3 separate regions of the Sus scrofa genome follow, and all the other regions are linked to region 1. A link is a contact called in public promoter capture Hi-C data. All regions are on one chromosome and are shown on one strand. Each heading gives the region's core, a stretch centred on a gene start, on an enhancer-like site or on the middle of the called end of the contact. The rest is flanking DNA. Distances are from core to core; before and after follow the strand shown. Region 1 holds the start of GTPBP2 (GTP-binding protein 2). Region 2 holds the start of HSP90AB1 (heat shock protein 90 alpha family class B member 1). Region 3 holds the start of MRPL14 (39S ribosomal protein L14, mitochondrial).

Region 1 (4,853 bases), core at 1,112-3,611:
TCCAGCACTGTCACTACAGCAGCTTGGGTCGCTATTGTGGCTCTGGTTCAAACTCTGGCATGGGAACCTCCACGTGCCAAAAGAAACCCACAAACACTTCAAAACTCCTGGAAGAAAACAGTGGATAATAATTCATAATTTAGGAGTGAGGTTGGCTTGGACATGACACAACCAAGAAAATGTAAAGGAAACTATTGCTAAGTCTGAGTTTAAAATGTATGTAAAGGTACTCTACACAAAGAATGAATGACTAATCACAGACCAGGAAAAAATGTCTGTGTGCAGACGTCCATTATTTACCCCATGGGCAACCACCTCATAAGCACCTCATAAGCAACCCCTCCAGGAAACTAAACACATACACCACCTTCCATCTCCCAGGATCTGGTCTCCTGGGCAGACATCCCGGGTCAGCCTACTCCCCTTCCGGCCTTCACTCCTGTTTGTGGTAAGCCAGGTTAAGAATGGATATCAGAATGGGTTATTCCTCCTCATCTCTTAAAATAAATTTTCCACTCAGGAGACAAGGGAATTGAGAAGAATAAAGTGAAACTGTGTGTGTGTTGGGGTGGTTGAAGGATTCATGACGATGAGAGAACAAGTATCAGGCCAGTGCAGCCCAGGCCCTGCTTATCAAGAGAGCCCAGAGCTGCTGGTGGTGAGAATATCGGGGGAATAGTTTTGGCTCTCACTTCCAATCCCCATCCTTTTTGAGATCTCTCACTGAGTTCTTCTGTCTCAGCCTCTAAGTAGCAGTTTCCCTGGAGAAGTTGTGCCCCTCGCCCCTCTCTAAGGTCGACCTCTGCAGCATAACCTTCTTAGCTAAGGGGGTTGAGAAGTCGCACGTGCTTCCAGCCACTGACGATCACATAAGATCACATAATTGGCTGGGTCTGCTCGGCCCTTTTGCAGATTTTGGCCCTTCCGCTATCACCGATTTGGGGAGTTATGCCATGTGGACAGCAACTACGTGATCAGTAGCCTGTCTTCTCCTTGTGGTCCTTGGGGGAAGCCATGGACTCCACCAGGTCTGAACCCCTGAAAGGATCACCAGAGGTAAGCCACTGTTGCTGCTTCTAGTTTTCCAAGGAAAACCGAGGGCTGGTGGGCAGGGCTGTTTCGTTTCTGGTCTCTATATGAGCATCTCGCTGTTTGTGAAGAGATGGGAAGTGGACATACAATGGATGAGTGGTGAGTCACAAGTCAGCCATGGGGTTGGGAATTGAACTCTGGCGTCCTGACTCCCCGCCCAGCAACACTGCTTCCCCACTCCGCCTTTCTAGTGTTTTGTACACTGGTTTATGTCACCGAATGTGTTTACTCTTTGCTGACTGCAAGAGCCCTAAAGAGCAAGCGAGATGACAGCTTGGCAAGAAAGTCAAGTCAGCAATCCCCTGGGCCCTGGGCCAAGTTTCTATTCCAGGAAACCTCCCCCGCCCTCGCAGTGGTTGACGTAACCGGAGCCCCAGCCCCGCCCCAAGTAGGGGCCAGGCCCCTCCCACAGCCCTGGCGGTTTTAAAACCAAAATCGGTGTTCCGGGATTGGTTCGGCTTCAAAACAAAGGGGAGGGGTAATACTCGCTGCGGGCATCCTGGTGGCCCTAAGGCAGCGGGGCTTGTTTATGGGTTCGAGCCTCGCGTCGGGGCTACTGCGGTGTCTCGGGCTGCTAAAACCAGCCCCCGGAGGGTGCCAGCTTGGTAATAAAGCAGTGACTACTGTATAAAGGTGGCATAATCTTCGCAACAAAAAAAGCCTTAATTAGGCTAACCACCATCCGCCTCCGCCCTGGCATTAGTCCTGACTCACCCGGACGGCACGCCGGCCGTCGAGGGAGAAACTGAGGAAGGGGCGGAGCCAGTAGACCACTCGCTCCAAATTCTGCGTTCTCCAGGTTCAAAACTTGTTGTGGAGGCTGGCGTCAAAGGGCCAAACTCTGAAGCGCCCACAAAGCTTAATTCGGATGTAAGCCCTCCGCTCCGGTAACTGGCCCACGACCCCCAGGCCCTAATTAAAGACCCGCTCAGCTCTCTGAGACTGGGAACCAGACTACAGCTCCCCTAGGTCTTTGCGCGCATAGGCGCGCTCCTTACCTACTCCCCGAAGCCGCCCGCGGCCCCCTTGCGCCGCGATGTCTCCTGGGAGTGGTAGGGCGGCGGCGAACTCTTTCCAGGGAGCTCTCAGACTTGAGGACTCTATATCCCGTGATGCCTCGCGACTCTTTCTGACGCGACCTGGAAGCCAGGGCAGGGTGGGGGCGTGGCCTGTGCAGAGCCCCACCCCGCTCTCCTCCTGGCTGGTCGGACTCGGCGGTGGCAGTAGGGGCGGCGGCGGCGGCGGTGGCGGAGGTGGTGGCGGCGGCGGTGGCGGGGGGAGGGGCCGGGCGGGGGGCTGGCGGCAGCAGCGGATGGACTCGCGGGTATCCGAGCTGTTCGGCGGCTGCTGCCGGCCCGGAGGGGGCCCGGCCGTGGGCGGAACCCTCAAGGCTAGGGGCGCCGGCGGCAGCAGCAGCTGCGGGGGCCCGAAGGGGAAAAAGAAGAACGGAAGGAACAGAGGGGGCAAAGCCAACAACCCTCCGTACCTGCCCCCCGAGGTGAGCACCTGAGAAGCAGCCGGGTGAGAGGAAATCACTCCTTCCGGTCCTGGGACTCCAGGAAGGCGAGACAGAATTCGTACCCCCCTTCCGGTGTCAAGACCCCCTTCTTTTCCGGTTCGAGGACCCCAGGGAGGAGGGACAGAGAGATTGACCCCGTCCCCACCAGGTGTCAGGCCCCGGGGAGGAAGAGGGGAGGAGGGGAATCTCCTCACTCTGATGTAGGTAATTCCAGGAGAAGTGGGAAAAGGGGATCCCCTTGGGAAGAGCAGAGTAAAATCCCCGGGCCCCTTCCCTGTGCTGCAACAGGAGAAGGGAGAGTGCGTTCTGGGATGAGGAGTTAGAGTTTTCTAAACTTGCTCTACGGGGAGGAGAGGAGTACCCGAGGAAGGAGCAATGTGTTCTGTCCTTATCCTTGAGTGTGTATACACACACACACACACAAAGAGCAATATATTCTGTCCCTATCCCTGAGTGTGTACACACACACACACCAGAAAACAGTTAGGCTTAGTCCTCCTGCCCTTTGCCTGTCCTATGAGGAAGTGGTGGCAGCCTCCACCTACCCGTACCATCTGTCCCTAAGGCAGAGGATAACTGCTACTCTATCCCTCTTAGAAAAGGAGAACCCAAGGGGGAGATCCTCATCAAGTGATTATTCAAACTTTAGTATGTATCACAATCACTTGAATTGCTGCTCTACCCCTAGAATTTACAACTGAGTAAGTCAAAGGTGGCCCTGATAATCGGCATTTCTTACAAGTTCCCAGGTGATGTGAATGCTGTTGGTCCTGGGACCACGTGTTGAGAACCATTATCCTAGACCATCATCCTTGCACCACTTTTCTGAAGCCACCCGTACTTATTCTTCACCTCCATCAAAATGATAAACAAGGAAGGTCTTTATTGATGTGAAAAGATTTCCATTATATTCCAAGAGATGGAGATTATGGGTGAAGCCCTGTAAGAGCCTGGGAGTCAGAGAGCCTTCAAAGGGATGGAATGATGACAGGAAGGGGAGAAGAAAAATAAAATGTCCAGGGAGGAGGAGTGCAGAAATTCAGGACAGGTAGACCAGGCAAATTGTATATCCTTTTGCACGTGAGAGGGGGAAGCTCAGGCAACAGGATGCTTCCGTGTTGGGTTACGTGATACAGGGAAGAGAAGGCCATTGTGGGGTGGATTCAAGTTTTCACCTTGGAGTTCCTGTCATGGCTCAGCGGTTAATGAACGCTACTAGGATCTATGAGGATGTGGGTTGGATCCCTGGCCTCGATCAGTGGGTTAAGGATCTGGCATTGCCATGAGCTATGGTGTAGGTCGCAGACACAGCTTGGATCTGGTATTCCAGTGACTGTGGTGTAGGCCGGCAGCTGTAGCTCTGATTCGCGACCCCTAGCCTGGAAACCTCCATATGCCGTGGGTGCAGCCCTAAAAAGCAAAAAAAGAAAAAAGAAAAGAAAAGATTTCACCTCAACTGAGCCCTGAGGGTTATGGGACAGGAGGGTAAAAGCACAGTGAGTCTGGTTTATGGTGTCTGTCTCCTTCCTTATATTTTTGGAGTTTCTTCTCTTCATCTGAACCCCAGCTTTGGAGCCCTGCTGTCTTTTACCTGGGCCCCTCTCTCATTGGGCTTGTAGTGACCGATGCTGAGTTCACCCTTTGGCCCTGCTCCAGAACCTCTTGCAGCCTCTTACTCTTGATGTCATCAGCTGGGAGGGGTGGGCAGGAAGGACATGGTGTCTGCCAGACCAGTGGCAAAGGTTGACTTTAGTAGCCTGGACACAGAGAAGACAAAGACCTGTACGGACAGCAGTTTGAGGCCCTAGGGAGAAGGAAAGGGGTGATCTTGCGTCTAGGAAGAACGTGCTGCCAGTGATCGAAAGAGGAGGAGCTCCACCCCCTTTTCACTTTGCCAATGGGACTTATGTCTTTATTGGTCATTCAAATGGGGCAAAGGAAATATCTTTTTAAAACTCAAGCAAGGAGTTCCCATTGAGGCGCAGCAGAAAGGAATCCAATTAGTAACCATGAGGTTGTGGGTTTGATCCCTGGCCTTACTCAGTGGTTAAGGATTTGGCATTGCCGTGAGCTGTGGTGTAAGTTGCAGACGTGGCTCGGATCCTGGGTTGCTGTGGCTGTGTTATAGGCCCTAGCCTGGGAACCTCCATATGCCACGGGTGCGGCCCTAAAAAAACAAAAAACCTCAAGCAAACTGAGTGTTTGTCTAGTAACCTTTCAGAAGAAACGAATTGTGATAAAC
Region 2 (4,853 bases), core at 1,479-3,978, 630 kb before region 1:
CTGTCTGGTCCTCCTTAAGATGCAGAATGACCTTGGTACCTCGGCCAATGGGCTCACCTAGAAAGTCAATCAAAACGGAGTGAAAAAGAAAACTAAGTGCTGAACAACAAAGACCAATGTCTCACCATTAGAATGCTCAAGATCTTTACCACTGTTCCCTCAGAATTCTATCCCCGACACCCAACAGGAAAATCAGCCTACCATGGTCAGCACGAACTGTGAAGGAGCCCCCAGCAGAAGACTCCCAGGCATACTGTTCATCATCATTGTGCTTTGTGATCACAACCACTTTCTCTGCCACCAGGTAGGCAGAATAGAAGCCAACACCAAACTGTCCAATCATGGAGATGTCTGCACCAGCCTACCAAAAAGTTTTAAAAAGTCAAACACAAGTTTTGAAGAAACAGCAAACTAAACATCAATGAATATGAATGGTGCATGCCTAGCTGAAATACCACATACCTGAAGAGCCTCCATAAATGCTTTAGTACCAGACTTGGCAATGGTTCCCAAATTATTTATGAGATCAGCTTTGGTCATGCCAATGCCTGTGTCTACCAGAGTCAGGGTGCGCTCCTGGGGGTTGGGGATGATGTCAATTTTCAGCTCTTTACCACTGTCCAATTTGGAAGGGTCTGTCAGGCTCTCATAGCGAATCTTGTCCAAGGCCTGAAAATACAAATTGCAGTTTTACAATTCTGCTTCCACCTCATCCAATAGAAAAAGTTTTTTCCTACTCCCAGATAACCTCATTTCTGATAACCCCTTTCATTTGAAGCTTGAGACGTACATCCAGTTAGAGTACGCCATCTATCCACATAAAGCAAGGCAAAACCTTTTTAGAATTGAAGTTTATATTCCCTTCAAAAATAAAACCCACAAAATGCCCAATCACCCCTCTCCTTCTTTGAAGTACTCGAGAAACAAACAAATGCCAATGAAGACGCTCAGGGAACTCACATCAGAAGCATTACTGATCAACTCCCGAAGAAAAATCTCCTTGTTGGAATAAAAGGTATTGATGATGAGAGACATGAGCTGGGCGATTTCTGCCTGGAAGGCAAAAGTCTCCACTTCCTCCTCGCCATGGTGCACTTCCTCAGGCATCTAAAATAAGAGAGATGAAGAACTTTGGACTCAAGTTCACCCCAATTACAATAAAGACACTAAGAGGTTCAGTTCAAGTTGTTCTGAACCGAGTACTGAGATGCAAGACCTTTCCTTTAAAGACTTCAGGCTGCGCCCTCAGTCTGAGAATAAGAGGGGCGGGGGGGGGGGGGGCTGCTAATACAGCCCCCAAAATGCCTTAAGGTCTCTTAAGCATTTTGTTAGGATGTTAGGCGATCCATCCACGGATCAGCAGCCTCTCATCACCTGGTAATCTCTTAGGCATGCAGAGTACCTCGCCCAACCCCGGTTTCTTAAATGTGAATAAGCAGAAGACCTACATACATATTCAAATGTACAAATTAGTAACTACGGTTCTACCATTTCTGGTGGAGGGGAGGGAGCCCCCCCCCCAAACAGACCAGTTTTACCTTAAAGGGGCTATCATTTGAAACTGCTCTCCCTTCACCTCCAGGAAGATGTGAAATTGCTACCTCACGTGGTAAGGGAGGCTAACGCGAGAGAATCGTGGGATACCCACTTGGGATGCCATTAAGACAAAGAACCGATAAAGCAAAAGGCTCCACTCTGTCCCTGTAGCACACGTGACTGAGGTACAGGACCAAACCAAATACAACTAAGATGGTGGCGTAGTCCGCGGGGCCGACGCTCGTCGATGCCGGACATGCGTCGGCCAGGACCACGCGAGGAGGGGGCGCCACCGCGCAGCCTCCCTTCGCCTCAGCATCCGGGCACCAGGGCGGGGCGCCGAGTTCCAGAACCTTCCAGAACAATTCCAGCCAACGGGGAGAAAAGAGGACGACGAAGAAATGCTCCCATAAATTCTCAAGCCTGCCTCCTCCGCTACCCCTCCACCCTGACTGCAGGAATGAGCTCGAAGCAGGAAGCACGATGGGCCACTGGAGCTCCAAAGCATCCTTTGCCGCAAACCCTCACACTAAGGACTAGAAAAACTCCCTTCTATAAAAGAGATGGCAAAACCTACCCAGAACCATGCTGTGCTGAGTCACACCGGGCCCGCACACCCACCAACCTTGCCCACCCTCTGGCGCCCCGTAGTCGCGTCCGGAAGTAGAGGGGCAAACATGGCAGCGTCCCGGGCCGGCGCGGCTACCACGTGTAGCCGCCCAGTCCCCCAGCCCCACTCGCCCAGGCCTAACAGCCGCCTAGAAGGCCCGACACCAAGCATGGAAGGAAAAGCTAAACTCGAGAGCTCCCTTCCACCCACCCTCTAAAAAAATTGGGAGCGTTGTCCAGCAAACCGCCCCAGCACGACAAAAACTTGGGTCTCAGAAAGGACAGAATGGACGAAAGCAACCTGAAATTTAACCAGAAATGCCTTAAGAGTGCAACCTTACCTTAAAGGATAAGGATCACAAACACCACAAAGCTGAGCGGGGAAGGACTGCCTCCGGCTCTCACGCCAGAACAAGGCTGCGCGGGGGGTGACTCAAGAGAACGGCTGTGAGACCCCAGTCGCTTTATATAAGGCGAAGCACACCTTCGCTGCCCGCCCCCAGATCCCTCCGCCTTAAAGGAGGCTGTCTGTCAGCCCCGCACCTGCCGCTGCCCGCCCACCTTTACGTCATGGTCCAAAATAGGGGAGGGGGCGGTGAAGAGCAAGGGCGCGCATGTGTAGACTTTTTCTTAGTCCCATCTCCGCGTCCTGAAGACAGGACACCACCAGAGCTAGATGTTGGGTATACTCATAGGACAAATGCCGTGGCTCTAGGGAACAGAATCCCCGCTGACCTCAGTAAAAACCTGTAGAGCAGGTGCCTCCACACCAAAGAATCCCAGAGGAACACCTGAAAGGGGACCAACTACTCCCACCTATGCTCCCTCCCTGCTACAATCTTCCTTACACATTCCTACTGCCCAATAAGGGGAAAGGGTCCTTTCCGGGGACACTGGGGAATTTGAAGCCGAACTTTGGGCAGCCCGCGAACCCTGGCACTCCCAGGGGACAATGGGCAGTGCCAGCGTCTCGCTGCGGGGCGTGGCTTCCGCTGCTAGAAGGTCGCCGGCTCGGGTGTGGAGGGCACTCTTTGTCTGCAAGCGGCGGAAGGAGCGACAGTGGCGGTGCTGCGATCTTCCAGCAGTTTCCAGATCCGCCTCTACGGTCCTGTCCCGCCCCGCCCCGCCCTCTTCCCTTGGGGCTCCACCCCTTTTTCTGCGGACTGGGCTGTGCCTCTGCGGCGGCTCCGCCTCTCCAACGTTATGCTTGAATCTCCGGGAGAGGTGGGCAACTTCGATCCTATGTTGCTGGCGGGCAACTACACCCGGCACCCTCTTCGCCACCCGCCAGACCCAGCTCGCTCAGCATTGCGTCCAGGGTGGGGTGGAACAGGGATGATCCCCCCTTTCTCCCCCGTCAGTCACACAGCACACGGGTTATTGGGGCGGCTCTGCGAGAACCGCCTTCGGAGCCGAGACTGAGGGTGGCGTCGCTACCTGAGAAACCCTCCCCAGCCTCTGCAGCCGCCCACGCGTGTCGCACGCAGGGGCATGCACATACAATCTGGTTTCCTTTTCTTTTTACAAAAATTCTTTCCCCTCCTGCAACTGTCTAGGTCTGGGGAGGGGAGGATCTCCAGGGACCCCCGCTGGGTGGCGGGGGTTCTAGGAGGTGGCATGAAGACACCAGCGCCTTCATGCTGGCCAAAGGGCTGCTCGCTCCTGGCGGGCAGAACCAGGTTGTTCCCCTTCAGCTGCTGCGGCGCCGGAGCCCCCAAGCCAAGCGCCGGCCCAGCTGCCTCGCCTGGCCCTGCCGCTTTTGCTTGCCTTCGGGGCGGGTACGCTGTCCTCGCCTTTCCAAGGCCTCATCTCTGGAGCTCACCCGCCCCACAGCCCCTCCGGGAGAGAATGACCGCTCCCTGCGCCGTGACCTTGTGGATGCCCAGCAACTCCCTCAACTCCCTTCGTGGCCCACTTTGTCCGCCCCTGGAATGCTTGGGAGAGGGATACCTCCGACCCGCAGACCTCCCTCGGCAGCCCTGGTGTGCAGTCTTGTAGCACTTCTTTGTCCAGCTGTTGAACTCCAAAGAACAAAGGACCCTCGCGTTCCTTTTCCTTGCCCCACACTCCTGACTTCATCACCCGTGCCACCCCTACCCCGATTTCATGATTTCATCTCTCCTTACTCTTCCACTGCTCTTCTGGTCTAGAAGAAGCCGGTGGCTGGGAGAACTCAAGGAATGTGGGAAGGGGCCTGAGTGCTGCTGCTAGGAACGCCCCAGGATGCTCTGTTCCAAGATGGAAACGGGGAGCATCGTCCCCCAACACACCCTCCCTCCCTCTGGGCAGAAGGGGCCTAGCTAATCAAACACCTGCTCTCTGGTTCACATAGAGCATTCACAGCTCACTGTCCCCTGCCGCCTGAAGGGGTAAAAGTGAGTCTGTGCGTTCTAGGAACCGGGAGAGGAAGGCTTCAGGGAGTACCGCAGGGTGGGTCACCTCGGAGCCTATGCTCCCCTAACGCCCTTGCTCCCTGCTCCAGAAACGGTGTGGGGACGGGTTCCCCTCCCAGGACCCAAGCCCAGGGTGGAGCAAGAATCACTCCTGTCAGGACCAGAACTCCTCAGGGGGGGTTCTAATGGGAAAAATCTCAAATCTCTTACACCAGCACAGAAATCCTACCTTCTCTTCTGGGAGTCTTCCAGGATGGTTTCTCCAGCTCTTTGACACTCACTCAGCCCCCACTGTGAGCTTTGCCTGGGGAAGCA
Region 3 (4,853 bases), core at 1,521-4,020, 530 kb before region 1:
AAAAAAGGAGTTCCTGCTGTGCCACAGTGGGTTAGGGATCCCAGGTTGCCTGGGGACTTTCATATGCCATGGTGGCCAAGGTAGTAGGAAAAGAACACATTTATCAAATATCTATTTAACTCATACTTTGGGCCAAGCACTGTTCTAAGGGCTTTGCAGATGCTACCTCGTGTACTCCCCATCACGACCCTAGAGACATGAGATACAGAGAGGGTACATAACTTGCCCAGTGTCACACAGCTAGTCTGTGCTAGATCTGGATATGGACCTGACTCAAGCTTATGCTTTTCATCACAGCACTTTGTGGCCTCGGCCAGCAGAGGAGCCACTTCTACCAGGAAGCTAGGGGTTGGGGGTTTGAGGTTTCTAGTTACAGCTCTAGAGAAATGCCACACCCTATTTCTACCTGTTTGCCTTCCCTCTTGCTTCTAGCTCCCAGAGCCTCCACTCAGGCCCTGGGTTTGTGATTTCAGGTTCTGAGGCAGGTGCAAGGGACAGGCAACCAAGCCTGGTGGCTAAAAGCACAGGCTCTAGGATGAGACCGATCTGGCTTCTGTCTACTTCTGTCTACTTCACCACCCTGGGCCTTGCTTCCTTCATCTGTAAGTGGGAATGATAATTCAGTCCTGTGGTTGTTCTGAGGATTAAACAAGATGACTTATGTAAAGCTCTTAATACAGTTCAAGGCACAAATGGATTCTAAAAAAATTTAGCTACTGTTATCAATAAAGTGTGGAATAAAGGGTTGGTTTAGGGGAGAAGAACTAGTAAAAATCAAAATAAAAGAATACATAGAATTTAATATGCTAGAACTCCTCAGTCTGGATGGGCTTCTTGTCTAGATTTAAGGGCTTATACTGCTTTTGGGGCTCTGCCACTGAATGGCAGGGAATGTTTCCAAACTCTTCAAACAAACGGATCCATCTGTAGCAGGCTGGAAGGTGGGGGCATGGGAGGGCAATGCCATGCCAGGATGGGTCAGAAGTTCAGAGAAGAGAACTCGTTATCGATCAACTACCAGGCAGGGTGCCAGGCTCTCTACCTGTACTATCTAGTTTGATTAATCTTGTAAGGAGGTGGTAGTAAACATACTTTTTAATTGAAACAGACAGGTTAAGTAACTCGTCAAGGTCACACAGCTAAAGAATGGCAGAGCTGGAATTTGAACCCAGGTCTCCAGGACTGTTAAAATTGGAGGGAACTTGTAGGATGTCCAAAAGGGGGTTCTTAGCTACTCACAACCTGCCCTCTGCCTGGCCACGTCCCTACGCACCCACCCATAGGCCAAGACCCAGTTGGGTGAGCCAATAGCAGGCCCCAGCATGTGCCACCTGGGGCATGCCAGGGCCTAGACCCTCTGGTACCCTGGAGGAGGGACATGATGCTAGCACCCACCCCCCACGATGGAAGCCTGTCAGACACTGCCACTCCCCTCCTCACATGTTCCTGGGAGGCAGGACTGGGAACCCCTCCTCAGGAGGGGCTGGGCATAGCCTCACTCATCCCGGGCTGCTGCAGACCCAGGGAGAGGCTCCAGAGTGGTCCTAGGTACAGGAGTCCTGACCCTCCGGCTGGCCGAACGCCCCCCACCCGCCTCCTGGGAAGTGGAGCGCTGAGTGGCCAGACCTCCACCCAGAGGACCTAGGCAGGTGGCAGCACAGAGCCTCAAGGGCAGCCGGCCCCTCTGACCTCTCATCGCCACTTCCCAAGCGTCCTTCTCTTCTGGGGAACAAGGCGCCAAAGCTTTGGAACTGTCCTCTCTAGGTAGTCAAGAAGGCCAGGAGGGACAAAGCACACCCCCTCCCCCCAACAGGGCCTTTGCCCCACTCCGGTTCCGCGTCCGAATCTTTTCCCCACCGCACCCTCCAAGGCAGGCCCGGGCAGCTCATGAATGAACTGCACTGTGCGGGGCGCAAGGAGAGGACACGCTCCCGGGGCCAGTCGCCTCCCCAGTCCTCCAACCAGTCCCTAGTCGGGCTGGGGCAGCGGCCGGCCTCATGCCAGCACTCGCGAACCCTGCCTTTGCCGGAGCCCAAACCCCTACCCCGGGCCGACCTCGGGGGTACTCGGCCCCTGGAGCAGGAGAAAAGATAAAAGACACCGAGGGCATTGGACTTGGCGACAGTGGAATCCAAAACTCGGGGGCGGGGGCGGCAGATTCCCCACAGCGGCGGCGGGCTGATGGGGCGCAGCTGGAACCCCGGAGGGGCGCGGAGGGGACGCGCACCTGGACCGGGCAGGTGGGAGAAGAGAGGAGCTAGGGGGCCAGGGGAGAGGGGTCCCACCCCTCGGATCTCTCAAGGGGTGGGGACACAAGGCGGTGTACCTCTGGACCCCCTGTAGGGGGTGGAGGACTCATATTATTGCTTCAGGATGGTGCGGGGTTGGGGGCAGCGCCCGGCACCACTGGGTCCCGCGGGCCCGGGCACCTCTGGGTCCCGCAGGAGGCTGAAGGGAGGGGACGCGCAGCCGAGTCCGGGGTTTTTCTTTGGATGGTGGTGGGATCCTCAAAGAAAAGAGAGGGGGCCGGGGAAGGGTCGCGTACTCACCCCCAGGCGCAGACTCGGCTCCAGCTCCGAGCCCCGGGTTGGGGCGGGGCGGGGCTGGGGGAGGGGGAGGGGGAGTCGCTGGGCGGCTCGAGCTCCGGGCTCCTGCGGCGGCCGCGGCTGTGTCTGGGGGAGGGGGAGCGGGAGGAGGGAGGGGGAGGAGGAGGGGCGTGGCCACGAAGGTCCCACCCCCCACGCCAGCTCACGCAAGGCGCGCGCGCACTCTCAGATCGCCGCCCGCCCAGCTGGGTCCGATGCGCAGGCGCAGGACTACAGGCCGCGTGGGGGGGAAGGCGGCCCTGGGCCAGTGGGGCCTGCAGCGGGATATTCCAGGGCGGCGAAGGCGGTATGGAGTGGGGGGCGGGTAGGGGACGTCACGCTCCTAACTCTGCTGCTTCCCCTCTCTCTCTGCTCCCCGCAGTAGGGGAGGCGGACTCCCCTGGGTGGGTGAGGAAGGGGAGGATCTTGGGCCCTTTGGGGGCAGAGGGGCAGTGGGAGGGTCCCGACGGGGAGGGAGGCCTCTAACCCAGACCCTCCGCCCTCCCACTCCCCAAGGTCGCCCGGGCTCCCGTGGCCTCTGCGACCCCGCGCCCCCGCTTACCTACTTTCCCGAGGAAGGGGCGGGGTGCTGGCCGGCCACGCGAGGTGGCCTCGGTCGGTCACTCTGGCGCAGCTCCTCGGGTTTGTCTACTTCTCCCTTTCCTTTTCCAACCCGGGCCCTGAGATGACTTTGTGACTCGTTTGCTGGCACTTCTGTACTGTGGAGAATGAGTCCACCGCTTTCACTGTCATGCCGATGAGTGGCTCCCCCGGCCCCAGGGGGTTCCCAGGTTTCTCATTTCACCAGAGGCTGCATCTGCCAGGGATTAAGACTGGGAAGATGAGAGAGATGTGGGTGTGGGTGTGTCTGCGCGTGTGCATACTCCTGTATGTTACCCACAGGACAGATCACAAAGTCACACGGAGTACCAACTTGTTCGTTCAATTTTGGGTTCCTGGAAGGGTCTTATCCCTTCAGGCTTGAAGAGAGACAGTCTGGGACAGAAGAGAAATAGTGCTTTACACGATGGGCAGTAATTGAACTTTGCCACCCTAAGAGATTGAATGGACTGAATTGATAAAGGGTTTCACAAAAGAGCGACTTAGGCTGCTGGGGAAAAGTGGGAAGGTTGGGAGATGCTTCAGTCTGGGCTGCTGGACCGAGGAAGGGCACTGCCTACCTGGTGTGTCTGGTTCTTGTGGTTGGTCAGTGTCTTTGCTGTCTGCTGTTTTTTTTTTAAAAGAGTTCATTAGTAGCTTGTGGGATATAACTGTAAGGTTTTGATGCAGTTCAAACTGAATCCTCATTCAAACTGCATCCCGTTGGTTGATTGGAAGTCCATTTGGTGGATCGTGGCTATCATTTAAGAAATGGAGTTCCTGTCGTGGCGCAGTGGTTAACGAATCCGACTAGGAACCATGAGGTTGCGGGTTCGATCCCTGCCCTTGCTCAGTGGGTTAAGGATCCAGCATTGCCGTGAGCTGTGGTGTAGGTTGCAGACGTGGCTCGGATCCCGCATTGCTGTGACTCTGGCGTAGGCTGGTGGCTACAGCTCTGATTGGACCCCTAGCCTGGGAACCTCTATATGCCGCGGGAGCGGCCCAAGAAATGGCAAAAAGACAAAAAAAAAAAAAAAAGAAAAAAAGTGAAGAGTTCCTGTTGTGGCTCAGTAGAAACGAATCTGACTGGTATCAATGAGGACGCAATATTGATCCCTGGCCTCCCTCGTTAAGGGATTGGGCATTGTGGTGAGCTGTGGTGTAGGTCTCAGATGAGGCTTGGATCCTGTGTTGCTGTGGCTGTGGTGTAGGCTGGCAGCTGAAGCTTGAACTCCACCTCTAGCCTGGTTACCTCCATATACCTCGGGTGCACCCCTCCCCCCAAAAAAGAGACAGAAAAAGAAAAGAAGTGATGTAGAATAGAAAAAAAAAAAAGAATGAAATAGTGTTTCTGGATGCTTGCTTCCTCATATACACACACATGAGTGTGTATTATTAGGAAGTGTTGTACAGTGTGTTTCTGCGTGTCACAGAGAGGTACACAACACATCTGTTTCCTGTGTTCTCCTGTTTGCACTCTTGCCTTCCTCAGCCTGCATTTTCAGTCATTTGAAATTGTTCACGAGAATGCAGTTTATAGTACTAGGAATATACAGAAAAGAACAGAGTGGGGGGTTCCCATCGTGGCACAGCGGAAATGAATCTGACTAGAAACCATGAGGTTTAGGGTTTGATCCCTGGCCTTGCTCAGTGGGTTAAGGATTCAGT

What was found. Promoter capture Hi-C pulls out the DNA fragments that hold promoters and counts their contacts.
Region 2: a promoter capture Hi-C map of liver shows a contact between it and region 1, with 7 times the contacts expected there. The contact joins the promoter of HSP90AB1 here to the promoter of GTPBP2 in region 1. A contact is called at or near these places in 2 of 5 promoter capture datasets (fetal skeletal muscle and liver), 1 of 47 Hi-C or Micro-C datasets (liver) and 2 of 2 datasets of contacts at active chromatin or transcription factors (alveolar macrophages and skeletal muscle).
Region 3: a contact with region 1 is called in a promoter capture Hi-C map of liver, with 5 times the contacts expected there. The contact joins the promoter of MRPL14 here to the promoter of GTPBP2 in region 1. A contact is called at or near these places in 3 of 5 promoter capture datasets (fetal liver, fetal skeletal muscle and liver), 1 of 47 Hi-C or Micro-C datasets (heart right ventricle) and 1 of 2 datasets of contacts at active chromatin or transcription factors (alveolar macrophages).

Annotation. Positions count from the first base shown.
Region 1 is chr7:38,610,724-38,615,576 of Sscrofa11.1, reverse strand. It overlaps GTPBP2 (GTP-binding protein 2), which reads left to right and starts at 2,361. Exons shown (of 12, transcript XM_003128412.6): 1 at 2,361-2,590. The coding sequence starts at 2,405. MAD2L1BP (MAD2L1-binding protein) reads right to left here and starts at 2,228. Exons shown (of 4, transcript XM_001929515.6): 1 at 2,091-2,228.
Region 2 is chr7:39,241,649-39,246,501 of Sscrofa11.1, reverse strand. It overlaps HSP90AB1 (heat shock protein 90 alpha family class B member 1), which reads right to left and starts at 2,728. Exons shown (of 12, transcript NM_001244433.1): 1 at 2,487-2,728; 2 at 961-1,107; 3 at 463-669; 4 at 202-361; 5 at 1-57. The coding sequence starts at 1,107.
Region 3 is chr7:39,136,253-39,141,105 of Sscrofa11.1, reverse strand. It overlaps MRPL14 (39S ribosomal protein L14, mitochondrial), which reads left to right and starts at 2,770. Exons shown (of 3, transcript XM_001929561.5): 1 at 2,770-2,892. It overlaps TMEM63B (CSC1-like protein 2), which reads right to left and starts at 3,422. Exons shown (of 24, transcript XM_005666056.3): 1 at 3,148-3,422.